Linked DNA regions of Zea mays: region 2 is linked to region 1. A link is a contact called in public Hi-C data. All regions are on one chromosome and are shown on one strand. Each heading gives the region's core, a stretch centred on a gene start, on an enhancer-like site or on the middle of the called end of the contact. The rest is flanking DNA. Distances are from core to core; before and after follow the strand shown. Region 1 holds the start of LOC100304309. Region 2 holds the start of LOC103641716 (DNAJ heat shock N-terminal domain-containing protein).

Region 1 (7,405 bases), core at 1,409-3,908:
ACCAAGCTCCTCACACCGACGACCGCCACCGTGGGCTTTGCAGTACGCGGAGCTGCTCTCGGCACCTTTATGGCATCCAGGTTTATGACATCTCTGCCCACCTCCGTGAGCAATACACAATCCTGATGCTCCTCTTGCACCTTTGGAACATCCCTTAAACCTGCATTTCTTAGGATGTCGGGAATGGCTACGCTCTGATGTAGTTGTTGCAGTGACAACATCAGAACTCATACCAAATGATGACTCGGTCGTTGCAGAAGGTTCGGGGCTGAGCTGGAGGTCATGTTGAAGGTGCTGACTGTTGCTGGTGCTGTGCGTGAGGTCTAGAGAATCTTGGTTTTCTACTTGTGTCTCATTGGCAATAGAATTGGAGCAGGGAGCAAAGAGTAGGGATGGCATGTAACCACCCATGTTCCTTACAGCAGCAGATGTTGAAGCCTCGTCAACAATATCTAAAGAATGGAGTGCTCCATTCGGTGCTTGTTGCAGATATTGAATTGCTTCCCTGTCATCCGTCTGAAGGCCAAGCTTCAGCATCCCTGAATCAATGGAAGTTGAACTCTGGCCAGACAATCTCTGAGCTTGTTTTGAGCCCGTGGACACTGCAGAATAAAAATTCGGTGTTGGGCCCAAACCAAGGAGTAACCTGCTGCCATCATCTCTTGCTGTTAAGCCGTTCATTATATGTGTGTTTCCATTAACATGGCTGCAACTAACCATTGCTGGGTTCAGGCCATCCATACAGATTGTGCTTTGGCCCATGTTCTCCATCGTGGAGGCTGGCGCTGGGCATCCCACTAACACAAAGGGGTCATTCACCAGAGGCGGATGAGGGATGTCCATGAAGCCGTTATCCATCACAGTTGAGACAATATAACAATGGTGGAAAACAAAATGAGATAAAACACCAGAGATCTCAAAGAACAGGGGCCTGATGATATTTCTGCCCAGACAGCTGCAGGGTTCCTGAGGGTCTTTCAGACATGGATCGTAGAATAGACAAAATGGAAGAATATCAGCAGGAGTGTAGTACCAAAGCAACCACCACTGACAAAGCCTGATGTGTCTGCGCGGTCCATAATTATCTTGTCCCTGTGTAATTTATGATCCAAAATTGCATAACTTGCCCAGCACTAAACAATATCTCTGGTGGTTGACATCTTGCTTGCATAGGCAGGAGCATCCAAACTCTGCGGTCGCACAATCTTAAAGTTACAAGAAAAAATAATGTTAGATAAGATCCATATATAGTAGGCATGATCTTATTTACTGATTATCAGTAACAGAGTTTGCCAAAGCTCAAGCAAGTGAAATCCTGGTTGTAATGTTTACAAAGCTTAAGTCAATACAAAGTGAACAATACATGATAGAAGAAACAGTCGAGGGCTAGAGCCTGGGACTTCGGAAATAATATTATTCTGAACTGAACTAAAATTAAGTCAGAGCCCATCAGTAACAGTGTTCAACAGATTGATTTTTTTCTGTACTCAAAATCATTTAACAGAGGTAACTAACATGAGCGGAACCTTTATTTCTCAGGCATATCCCCTTGAGATACCCGGAACAATAATTTGCACAGATGGAATCTAAAGGAGTGTAAATTTTGACAGAATTTGTTTTGTTTTCCGGCACTTGGATGTTATCTTTATTAGCTTAATCCAGAAAGGAGTCCTGCCTAGTTCTATCTCAGTGCTCTCTGTCAGGGTTTGATAATGATAGAATCAGCAAACCACTGTGCCGTATGCACATACCACATATTTCTCAAGAAAAATTGGAAACAGGATAAGTAAGAACAACTGAAGCTACCTAGAGTTCAGCACACAAAATAAGGTTCTCAATTCTCCATAAGGAACATAAAACGAGAGTCCATCGGAACGCGAGCTAACAGGTTGACTAAATGAGCTCAAATGTCTGCTTAGACGATGGGCAAACTGAAGCTCTTGGGATTTAGGAGCCACTAAAAAGAATGCCCAATAAGATGAACAGCTAGTTGTAAGAAGATAACATTTTGGGGGCTGACAAAAATAGGATTTGCTTGCAAGAACTCAGAAGTGCTTAGCAGTACCATGAAACTGTTGACCAGAGAGTACAGCCAGCTGAGAACAAAAGCAGTACCGTCCGAATTAAAGAACACCCCCCAAAGCAGAGGCCGCCTACTCCATCCTAGGACCCTAAATCTCGCAGCTATCGTTCTCCTCGCAAAAGTGTACAAGGAGAGGGCACGGAGTCACGGGCACGGTCACACAGCAGATCTAATAGGCGAATAGCGCCACCGCCCACCATTAGATGGAACGCGGGAGAAAATTCCCCAAGCACACGAGGTACCCCGAAGAGGGGACCTGGCACCCTTAATCCCGAAAGCTCTCGTACACGTAACAGGTAACACCCTGGCGTAGAAGCATGCATGCGCATCGTGGCCTAAGGAATGAAGGAAAGGAAGAAAGGAGGAGGGAGGGATTGGGACGGTAGGAGGCGGGAGTAAGCATCACCTCCCGCGGGGACGGAGGACGGGCGGGCTCGCTGCGGCCTCGGCGAACGAGGTGGGGGGATCAGGAAACCGCTGGGAAGAGGAGAGACGGGGTGGTGTTTTGTTTCGGTGGACTACCTACCTGCGGGCTGTGGCCTGCCTTCTGTGTTCTGATGAGCTGAGCAGGGCAGGGACCACGAATGGAATTGGAATGCAGCTGATACGAAACGGGGGCGAGATTGGTAGGGCTCCTTCTCGGTGCGGGTGGGGACGTGGGGTGGGAGTGGGACGGCGGAACGGGTGGATGACGACGGAGTTACCTGTCAAGCCTGCTGGCGGCCGGCTCCGCGGCACCAAACAACGGCTGTCCAGCTGTTCGCCGGTGAGCACTAATTTTCAATTGTCGCCTTTTGCCTTTGACTTGGCTTCAAGTTCTCTCCCCCTCCCCCACCTCATGCTCTGACAACAGACTCCTAGGTCGCCTCGTCTAGGCCCAAAAAAATACAGATCCGGCTGTCCCGAGCTCCCGCCTCCCGGGGCGTATTTTTATCAGTAATTTAAAATTTTTCAAATTTGACTAAATATTTATATAAAAAATACAAATGCTCACAATGTGTAATAAGCATAATGATATATCTCAGAGAACATGTTTTTTTTTACAAAAAAAAAACCTTATTCGAAGTTATAAATATTGGTACTGTTTTTTATATGCCTGGTCAAATTTGACTCCTTAAGAAACGTGGTGTGCGTTCGTTTTGAGATGGAGAGAGTACAAACTAAAGCGACCTAGCTCAATAACACTAAAAACATATAATTCGGTCACTAATGGTGATAAAATAGTTGCGGGAGTATATAAGTGGGGCATGTTACGTGTTTCTACAATTCTACTATATATTTGCAACAAAATCTTATAAATTATTATAACAGAAAGTAAAACTCTTAAGGCAAGGGCTGCAGCGTGAAGTCCGGTAGATTTGCACTTAGATGCCAGCTAGCTTACGTCTTTTTGCTGTTGACCCCCTCCAATCTATGCGCACGAGCCATCCCCTCGCTGACCCAACGGCGGCTTCGTTCTCCTTGGAGCGCTCTTCTCGTCCCCTATCATTGTCGCCAACGGCACCGCCCAGCTTCGTTCTCCTCGGAGTGCTCTTCTCCTCGTCCCCCATCATTGTCGCCAAGCGGCCGCCTGCCCAACACCGCCATCTACATATTGTAACTAGTATAATACACGGAACACTGAGCCTACACAGAAATAAAATTACCAAATTCACAAGCAGGTACCCTGATTAGAACATTTCATCGTTGGATTAGTGCAAAGTCCAAACAATTCACTACATGGAGGAGCAGCGAGGCTCCTGGGAGGCGGCTCCTTGGCGGCAATGATGGCGACGAGGAGAACAAAGCTGATGGCACCGTTGGGCAAGCGACTCCTTGGCAGCCATGATGGGGGTGCGATGAGAAAGAAGAGCGCTCCGAGGAGAACGAAGCTAACGGCACCGCTGGGCAAGCGAGGGGACAACTCATGTGTATAGATTGGAGGGGGTTAGCAGCAAAAGATACGTTGCACACGATACATCAGTCGTTTGCACAGCTGCAATGGTGTAGCTGGTTGCACACGATACGTTGCCAACTTTTAAAGGGCCGCTCGAAGGTGGCGTACAGCCAAGCTGTAAACCAAGAGCGAGCAAGAAATAGCAAGAGAATTTTTTTTATGCAAGGACAGAGGTCGAACCCGTGATCAGTGAAAGGCCTTGTGGAACCTTGTGCTAGAGATCTCCCTAAGATTTCTCACTTTTGTGGAACCTTCTAACATCTATTCTATCTCATCCACTATTTCAAATTTCACACCACAAACACTGTTATTTGCGATGTAAATCTCCTATTTACGCACGTCATACATCAATAATAAACATACCAAGTTAGAAAAAAGTTAGACTAACTAAACAGTCTTACAAACAAGCTCTGTATGGACTTCTGTTTCCTGTCGATGAACTAGCATTTGGGACTTTCTATTTGACAATGCGTTATACCTTAGTTAATTACATGAGCACTTATACATGTTTTTCCTGTTTATATAGACAATTTTCGCGGAGCTGCGCTCTCATTCGATTGACAGCTTCTACGTGTACAGTCTTCCTCCTCCGTAGGTAAGTTCAAAATAGTGTTTCATTTTATCGTGAACATTTATGATTATGTGCTTTTTTATGTGGACTATTATTACTGCCGCCGTAATGTTCATTGCTTTGTATGTTGCTCAGAGATAGATGTATTTTTTAAAAAAATGCTTTCAAAGTTGCTTATTTGAAGTCTTGTGATGTCACTTTTCCATGTCGAGTTAGGATATTTGTTCGTACATTGCATCTGAAAAGCTTTTCACAGATTTACCTCCATGGGCTTTATTGTCCCCATATGAGAAGTGGTTTGTGACAGTGAGCAGAAACTAGATAAAGCCTGCAATGGCACAGTGATTTGAATATGTTTTATGTCAAGTCATATACACTATTTATATATAATTTAAGAATCCAAAATCATTTTTTACATCGTAAACAGGGCGCGCGGCATACACTAGTAGTATCCACCATGAGTGGACAACAACGCACGTGGTCGTGTGGCGGTGTGTGTGGGACTGCATCAGCACACGGTGATGCTTCATTGCTATGTGCACGCCTGTGCGGGATGACAAGAGCAGGGCTGCGGTGTGCACCAATGCTGTCGGCGTTTCGAGACCGGGGGTCCCTGGGCCGACGAGTGAATGTCGCCGCGTGCCCCAGCTCAGATGGGTCGGCGCGAGGCCGAGCGCGAAGGGGGGAGAAAGGTGGCCGGAGACGGGCGTGAGAGAGGTGGAAATCCCGCGGCCTTCGTGTTCGTCCCGCGCCCAGGTCGGGTGCGCTTGCAGTAGGGGTGTCGGGGACCATAATTAGGGGTACCCTCAAGACGCCTAATTCTCAGCTGGTAACCCCCATCAGCATAAAGCTGCAAAGGCCTGATGGGTACGATTAAGTCAGGGATCAGTCCACACGAGTGACTCGATCACGCTTCACCCGAGCCTAGCCTCGGCCAAGGGCAGCCGACCTCGAGAGACTTCCGTCTCGCCCGAGGCCCCCCTTTTTTACGGCGGACACATTACCGGCTCGCCCGAGGCCTTGGCTTCGCTCAGAAGCAACCTTGACTAAATCACCACACCGACTAACCAAATTGCAGGAGCATTTAATGCAAAGGTGGCCTGACACCTTTATCCTGACACGCGCCCCCCCCCCGGCAGAGCCGAAGTGACCGCTGTCACTCCACCGCTCCTCTGACCGGTCTGACAGAAGGACAGCGCCGCCTGCGCCACTCCGACTGCGGTGCCACTCGACAGAGTGAGTCTGACAGGCAGTCAGGCCTTGCCAAAGGCGCCACGGCGAACTCTGCTCCGCCCGACCCCAGGGCTCGGACTCGGGCTAAGACCCGGAAGACGGCGAACTCCGCTCTGCCCGACCCCAGGGCTCGGACTCGGGCTAAGACCCGGAAGACGGCGAACTCCGCTCCGCCCGACCCCAGGGCTCGGACTCGGGCTAAGACCCGGAAGACGGCGAACTCCGCTTCGCCCGACCCCAGGGCTCGGACTCGGGCTAAGACCCGGAAGACGGCGAACTCCGCTCCGCCCGACCCCAGGGCTCGGACTCGGGCTAAGACCCGGAAGACGGCGAACTCCGCTCCGCCCGACCACAGGGCTCGGACTCGGGCTAAGACCCGGAAGACGACGAAACTCCGCCTCGCCCGACCCCAGGGCTCGGACTCCGCCCTGGCCTCGGCCGAACGACTTCCGCCTCGCCCGACCCCATGGCTCGGGCTCGGGCTCGGCCTCAGCAACAGAGGACAGACTCAACCTCGGCTTCGGAGGAGCCCCCACGTCACCCTGCCTAGGGCGCAGACCCGCCACGTCAACAGGAAGCGCCATCATCATCCTACCCCGAATCGACTCGGGTCACGGAGAACAAGACCGGCGTCCCATCCGGCCAGCTCCGCCGGATGGGCAATGATGGCGCTCCACAAGCTCTGTGACGACGGCGGCCCCCAGCTCTCTTACGGAAGCAGGGCGACGTCAGCAGGGACTCGACCGCTCCAACAGCTGTCCCTCCGCCAGGCTCCGTCGCACCTCCGACAGCCACGACATCACGCCAGCAAGGTGCCAAGACCTCTCCGGCTGCCACATTGGCATGTACCTAGGGCGCTAGCTCTCTCTCCGCTAGACACGTAGCACTCTGCTACACCCCCCATTGTACACCTGGATCCTCTCCTTACGACTATAAAAGGAAGGACCAGGGCCTTCTCAGAGAAGGTTGGCTGCGCGGGACCGAGGACGAGACAGGCGCTCTCTTGGGGCCGCTCGCTTCCCTCACCCGCGTGGACGCTTGTAACCCCCCTACTGCAAGCGCACCTGACCTGGGCGCGGGACGAACACGAAGGCCGCGGGACTTCCACCTCTCTCACGCTCGACTCCGGCCACCTCGCCTCTCCCCCCTTCGCGCTCGCCCACGCGCTCGACCCATCTGGGCTGGGGCACGCAGCACACTCACTCGTCGGCTTAGGGACCCCCCTGTCTCGAAACGCCGACAGTTGGCGCGCCAGGTAGGGGCCTGCTGCGTGCTGACGAACAGCTCCCCGTCAAGCTCCAGATGGGTAGTCTCCAGCAACCTCTCCGGCCCGGGGCGGTGCTTCGTTTCGGGACTCTTGAGTTCATGTCCTTCGACGGCAGCTACGACATGATACTTCTTCCACCGCCGCGCGACAACGACAATGGCGGCCGACAACCCGCCCGCCGGCGGCGGAATCGACGACATCTTCCCCGCGTGGTGGAAGAGCAACATTCGAGCTCGCTCCGTTCTCTCCCCCGCCAACGGAGGAGGAGGCGGGGCCGTCAAGGCCAGGCGGGAGGCCGCGCTTCGTTGGCCGTCG
Region 2 (7,405 bases), core at 3,453-5,952, 280 kb before region 1:
TGTACACCTGATAATTTTGCAACAAATCGAAGTTAGTAGGTGCAGCTCATGTATATGCTTGAGCTTGCAACTAGTTCAGATCCAAATACAAATAGCTTAAATTAGGGTTTGGGACAGCAGGGGCGGATCTAGTAAAGGACATGGACGTACACATGTACACCCAATAATTTTTGCAAAACAACCGAATTTAGTAGGCATAATAATGCATGCATCGAGATTTTTAACTTTTTAGGATCTTCGTGCGGCTTCGACCATTTGACACACTTATGTTTGATTTATAAAAAATGGTATAAATAATGTGTGACAGTTTGATTTTTAGGACTTTGTTGTTTAAAAACTCAAAACACATTATTGCATTTTAATTTTCATGTATATGTAACAAGCAAAGACGGACCCCAGTCTGCTTTTGCTGACACCATCAGATCTGGCAGGTGACCTCTAAGACTCGCTAGCTCTGGAAACAAGAAAGAAGGTTTCCACGGTGTTGCAAACCATCAGGAAATCCTGAGAAAAGAATAGAGGTTACTGGAACAGGAGGAAAGAATGTAGGATTCCGTGAGATCTATCTGCTTGGGTACTTCGGTCCTTTCTTATGTTCTGGAGATTCAAAAAAAATTAAAAAAGATTGAAATCTGCTATCTAAACTATTCATGCCCTAAAAAATCAAGGACGGACTACGTATTTGTGTCATTTTCGCGAAAACAACAAAAGCTGACTCGTTTTGTGAAGCATCGATAAAAGGAGTCCTAAAATGCAATTTTCTCACATGCATATACACTTGTAATTGGATTCAGGGAGTGTTTGAATGCACTAAGGCCCATTACAATTTCACCTGACAAAGTTGCTCCTTTTAGAAACAGGAAGGGAACTCTCAGCCAAAACGTGATGGTAGCTTGTGATTTCGACCTAAATATCACTTTCATGTCTACTGGGTGGGAGGGATCAGCTACGGATGCTAGAGTTCTTCGATCTGCAATGAACAATGGATTCCATGTACCTCCAGGAGAGTTCTATTTGGTTGATGGTGGGTATGCTAACACCACGTCATTCCTCGCACCTTATCGTGGAGTTAGATACCATCTAAAGGAATATGGGCAAGGTCACCATAGACCTCAGAACTACAAGGAGTTATTTAATCATCGCCATGCCATACTGCGGAATCATGTTGAAAGGACTTTGGGGGTTGTGAAGAAGCGCTTTCCCATCCTAAAAGCTGCCACATTTCACAAAATAAGGAATCAAGTGAAGATACCAGTAGCAGCTGTTGTACTTCACAATATTATCCGATCACTCAAAGGGGATGGGAATGGTTAGATAATCAACCAGATAATATCTCGCCACAAAACTTTGTTGATCTACCGGATGGCGATCAAGGCAACGATCAAGTAACTGTCAAGGCAATAATCTTAGAGATGCAATAGCACAAGAAATGTGGAATGATTACCAAGAGCATAGAAATTAGTGGCACATTTGTCTAAAAAATTGGCACATCTATTAGCCCTCATGTATTCTGGTTTAGTTTGGAATAGACCATATGTTGCTCTGTTTGCTACATTTTATTTACTGTCACATTGTTACCTCTCTTAGCTCTCATTAATATCAGCTAACTGTTTTCATAATAAAAATTTTCTTTGTTCCTTTAGTTCCAATTTCAGAATAGAAATTTCAGCTAACTGTTTTCAGCATAGAAATTTGGTTTAATATTGTGTTATATAATATCAGTTAACATGTTTGGAAGGGGCTCTCCAAGAATCAACATGCTCTTATCAAAAAGTGCAACAAAGATGCCTTCTCCTAAAGCTGGTGATCCAAGAAAACATGGAGCTTCTCCAAAAGGTATGCAAGTAGACAAATTAAGAGAAATTAAGAGCCTCTTGGAATTCTACAGCTAATGTTTCTTCCTTGTCTTGTGTAGAGAAATTAAGAGCCGCTTGGAACTCAACTCTAGAGAAGACTCTTGTGGACCTCTTGCATGAGCACAAGACAGCTGATTATAGGGGTCAAAATGGATGGACAACAGAAGCATGGAACAAAATTGTCAAGGAATTTCATTAGAGGGAACAATATGTCTATTTCACAAAGACACAAATACAAGATAAGGAAAGAGAGTTGAAAAGGAACTATAGGTTGCTAAAGGATGCAAAGAATCAAAGTGGAGCTCATTTTGATGAGAAGACAGGGAGGATTACGGCTGACCCAGCTTTATGGAAAAATATACTGACTTCTCATCCAAGGCTAAAAAGTTCCGCAACAAGTCTTTTCCTCTATATGAGGCCTTGGGGGAGCTTTATGATGGTTAGTCTCGTTACAATGTCCTTGCTTTCCAATATGTTATGTTGTCTACCCTTTTTTAGTAAAACTTTATTGTGCAGGGCAAACAGCTGAAGGGACCTACAACTACACCTCCACCCAACTTCCAGATCTTACTCAAGTAGGAAATGGAGATGAGTTTGTCAACATAGAACATGAACAAGATGAAGTGAAAGAAACCTTGCCGGCGCATGAAGAAGATGATGTCCACGTAGTTGAGGCAGGAGATGCAACAAGTGAAAGGCATGATCTGGTGCCGCAGAGAAGGACTACTGCTGCAAGAGGGAACAATGAAGAAACAAGGACAAAGAAGCATAAAAAGGGCGATAACCTAGAAGGAATAATGGGAAGATACATTGACATGAGAATGAAGCAAGCTGAGGAAGAAGCCACACAACTAGCAAAAGAGAGAGAGGAAAAGGAAGCGAGTCAAGTTGCAGACTTCTCAATCAAGAAGTGCATATCCATTATTGGTACAATGGAAGTTACAAAGGAGGAAAAAGCGAAAGCCTACAATGTCTTCAAGGACCTTAACAATAGGCAAATTTTCTTGAGTGCATGCGATGATGATGCCGAGTCTGCACTGATTTAGCTGAGAAACGAGATGGCTTAGCTGGTACGCTCTCTTCCTTTCCCTCTTCTCTTCCCACTAACTTTTCGAGGCTTGCATCTCTTCCTAGGTTGATTACTAGCCTGCAAGCATGCTTGAGCATTTCCTTCTGCTATGCAGTCACTAACTGGATGCTTGAACATTTCCTATTTTCTCTTAAAAATCTATTTGAACACCATAATAATAATGAACTGCTTATAGTTTATTTGAGCATTTCCTATTTTCCCTTATGGTTTATTTCCTATTTTCCTATTTCAATTGCAAGAAAAGCACATTCCTTTTATGAACTGCTTCATTTTTAGATTATTAGGCATGTTTGTCATTTCCCTACCAATTTTGGGCTATAAGCAAATATGTGATTTAACTCAAAAATACTAATCTGGTCTCGCATGTTTATGTTTGATATGAAATTATTAATATGTGTGGAGAAATTATAGTGTTTAACGCTTACATTCTCTTGCAGGTGGAGTCGTCTGAATTGCTTGTTGGATATCCAATATGTTATGTTGTTCAAATGAAAAATTACTCCTCTCCCTTTGGTTTGTTTTTAATCTAAATGCACACACTCTATTGTAATGTAATAAGAGACAAATGAGCGACCAACTTCTGATTTTGATGCTTCAAATTTCATCCGCTTCACGGACCTAATATGAGGGGCACTGGTCGTTTTATATGCATGCAACAAATTAATGTATCCATGTGGTGTAACCAAACAATAGAAAATTAGCCATGTATTAAATCCCAGCTGTAATTAAAATACACATGGTTTAAGTGACAAGAGATGTATTCACTCAATCCCACCGTGTATTGGATCCTAGTATGTATTAAATACTAGCGTGCCGAACAAAGCCTAAAGATACTAGTTGAATTAGCTAGCTAACAAATAGCTAGCTAACTATTACCTAATTTGCTAAAAGTAGCTAATAGCTGAAATATTAGCTAGACTGTTTAGATGTCCCAGCTAATTTTAGTAGCTAAATATTAGTTCTACTATTAGTTCTAGTGCATTCAAACGTCTCCTCGGATCCGATTACAAATAGTATTTTAGGGTTTGGACGCACGTTGTGACCTACGAATTACGTTACAGTTTGGGCGCACGACTTCGCACAGCAGGAAGGAAAGACCAAGGGAGGGAACACCTGCTGTCCTGGTGGTGCTCGTCGCCGGCCAATGTCATGGGTGGCGAAGTAGGACAGCAGCAAAGGCCGGCCCAGTCGTGGGTGGGTGGGGGTTGCGCGCATTCTTAGTGTGATGCAAGAAGACAAGGCAGAGTAGGTTCCAGCATACAGCTACAAGCGGATTGGGTGCGTAATGTCATTTTTGAGCGAGGGCCGGTCTGAGGCTGGAGCAGAATCAAGCAGACGGAGAGGGACGAGCTGTTGGCGTGGAAAGGAGAGAGAAGATCGGGGCGCTGTGCGGACGGAGACCTACCTGCGGACCTGTGTGCCGGCCGCGCCGGAGCCGGTCGCGGGGACACCGGGGGGGTGCAGAGGGCGGACGCCGCCCGCCCGCTCCCCAGGTGGTAGTCGACCGAGCGCGGTCCCCTCTCCAGGTTGCGGCGCGACGAGCAGAGAGAGGAGATCGGCAGCGGGCGAGACGAGTTCAGGCGACTGGCGAGCTCGGCCGCAGGGGAAGAGGAGGCGACCGCCGCCCTCCACGGATGGATCTCAGTGACTTTCCTTTATCTCCTCTATATTCTCCTCTATATTCCTCCTCTGCCCAGACTATGAGGACTAATGGATCATGTAAAATAGGGACACGGTAATGTGATAAATAGGACTGGAATATAGATAGAAATCTTTGGGCCAATACGAGCACGGTTTAAAATATAGGAGCCTAAAACACGAGGCATAAAATAATATAGACCAGGGTAGCATGGCTCAAAAGCGGGTCTAGATCAGACCTCAAATTCCGGCACACCCAATAAAGCTCATATTGTTTAATTTTTTGAATTTAGTAAGCTATAGACTTTATATTGGTGTAACATTTAGATTTTTTGTGGTCAAATGATGTTAGCTTTGTTCAATATATCTTTAATTTAATAAACTATGGATTTTATGTGGTTGTAATATTTGGATTTTATGTGGTTCAAATATATGGGTCGGGCTTGAGCCGGTACGACCCAACGAAGACACGGCGTACTTTAAGGTTAGACTAGGCCACTGTTTCTACTCTTTGGGCTGGTACGACACACCCAAAAGTTTTTTTATCCTTCTTGGCACGAACCTGTTTGGCCTGAAGCATGATGGGTTCGGGCCGACCGAGCCTAATTCCTAGCACTATAGATGACATTGTTTAGTATTGTTTGTGGAGTGAAGTTCGAAATAGTGGATGAAATAGGGTATTGAATAGAAGATATGTTAGAGATGGCTAAGGATGTATTTGGTTGTGGGTCGGGATACGACAAGACAGAGCGATTACTTAAATTAGGTTGTTCCCAAGAAGGATATTCTCATTAGATATTGTCCTTAGTCGTCCATTATAATTGGATGGATAACTCTCTCACAAGTTCATTTTCATCCTCATTCGTATGTGGTGTCCTCGTATTCTTCCCGTCTGCCTCCTTCATCCTAGTGTCATTCGTCTTCCTTCGTGGCTGCCGATGAGTCCACGAGTTACTTTCCCCTTTGCTCTCATTTTCCCTTTTTCTTTCCCCACGACACCTTCCAACCTATCGTGCATCTCCCATGGAGACGTCATGAGTAAAGTCGTTGTCGGGCTGTAGGGCTCCATCAACGGCAGCAGCCACCAGGTGAAATGTCCATAGGGGTCAGCGACGCTGGTGTCCGTTATGTTCCCTAGAATGTCCATCGTGGACTACCGTGTTCGTGACACATTGGTCATGTTGGTGCTCACTAGTGACGTTGTTATCCTTCATCTCACATTTTTGTATTAAATTCGAAGGTATAGAATGTAGTGCTACCTCATCCTTCATCTCACACTCTCATTCAATGAACAGAGCCATCCTCAAAGGGAGTCAAGCCACCACCAGCCTTTCCTTTCAAATCGATTTTCTTTGCTCAAGTTGCAAGGTACAGAATCCCTAAGATCAGTTGGATTGTTGTTTGCTTGAGATTATTCCCCAAACATAATGATGAGATTTTCTATGACATGCCATATGTTTTTGTATTTGATGATTACATGTAGATGGATAAGAGGATCAAGGTTATAGTTTGTGTTGCTGTTGCATATATGTTACTATCAATGATGGTCGTGATTATTGATTCTAGAAAATGAAAATAAAATGCAAGGAGGATAGGGATTACCTATGCACCAATGCATGTAAGGGGTAAAATGTGTTGGGTCTCTTTAGCCAAAGGTCCTCAAAACATTAACTAACCAGTTATTTTTTAGCGTGTTTCAAGTGTAGCAGGACAGATACCAAAGGACACCTTCGTCTAGGGACGGTGAGTAGTTGTCATAGTTGTATAAACGAAGCTGAGAGCTTTGGACTACTGACATTTGCACGTGATGAAGGAGCTGACTTCCAGAACCTTCGCATCCTTCAGCGTATAGTAGAAGTTGTGCAGCTACAAGCTCATCCAAATAGGCTACGTCGCCTTTTTTAATGCCATCCATCAGATTCCTTTCCAACGGATGACATTTATTCTTCTTCTTTTTAATCACACAACAACATGTCTGCATCGTCGTTTTTCCCTCGACGCACGATCGACATCAGATGGAGAGAAGCTAGCCTCCATCGTGTCCTTCGCGCGAACAACGAATGGATAAGGCTCCTTTAGTACTTCCCTTCGACGGCTGCCACCGGACCAGAGCCGCCTCCACGTGCTTACTCCTACGTGCATCGCTACGACCACCGCCCACCATCCGCATCTCATGCATCATCTCCAAGATGTTCTGCCTCAGCCTCCCCTGCGTCCCCTGGTTCATCATGGGTGACGACGATATTGTCTTCTTCCTAGTTCTGATTGCACTGTGACCACAAGGGAAGGCATCACGACTCATCATCGCTTGTCGACATCACGCCTATCCTGCATGTGACCAACAAGGTCGAGGCAAGCAACCCACAAGTAGCCTACTTTTGTGAGTAGCATCAACATTTCATTTTTGTTTTTAGTTTGTTTCTTTTCCTTCTGCATCTATGTGTTCCTCGCAATCGATCAATTAGTCACTCAGTTTGGCCTTCCCCTTCATCTCCAGGACGTTTCTATGCCTTCAAGAATATGCATCGCCTCAACCCCACCTGAAAGTCGCATAGAGGGGGTGAATAGGTGAAACCTGTAAATTATAAACTTTCAACATAAACTTCACCCGAGGTGAGGATTAGAAACAAATTATAATGAGTGTGGGATGCGGTAGAGAGTTCTTCTTGCTATGAGTTGCTCAATCAATGCGGATGAGTTTGGGAGCTAACTCAAAAGATTGTGAGTAAGAGAACTTAGAGAGAGGGGAGGGGAAGAATCAAATCGAACAGTGATGATCAACATAAATGAACACAACGATTTGTTTCCCGAGGTTCGGTTC

Evidence for each region. Hi-C and Micro-C count contacts between places; a contact is called where the count stands out from the background.
Region 2: a Hi-C map of ear shows a contact between it and region 1, with 2.3 times the contacts expected there. The contact joins the promoter of LOC103641716 here to the promoter of LOC100304309 in region 1. A contact is called at or near these places in 2 of 25 Hi-C or Micro-C datasets (ear and tassel).

The regions. Positions count from the first base shown.
Region 1 is chr10:124,463,351-124,470,755 of Zm-B73-REFERENCE-NAM-5.0, reverse strand. It overlaps LOC100304309, which reads right to left and starts at 2,658. Exons shown (of 2, transcript NM_001165751.1): 1 at 2,490-2,658; 2 at 1-1,205. The coding sequence starts at 858.
Region 2 is chr10:124,747,938-124,755,342 of Zm-B73-REFERENCE-NAM-5.0, reverse strand. LOC103641716 (DNAJ heat shock N-terminal domain-containing protein) reads right to left here and starts at 4,702. Exons shown (of 2, transcript XM_008665031.3): 1 at 4,352-4,702. It also overlaps the pseudogene LOC109942976.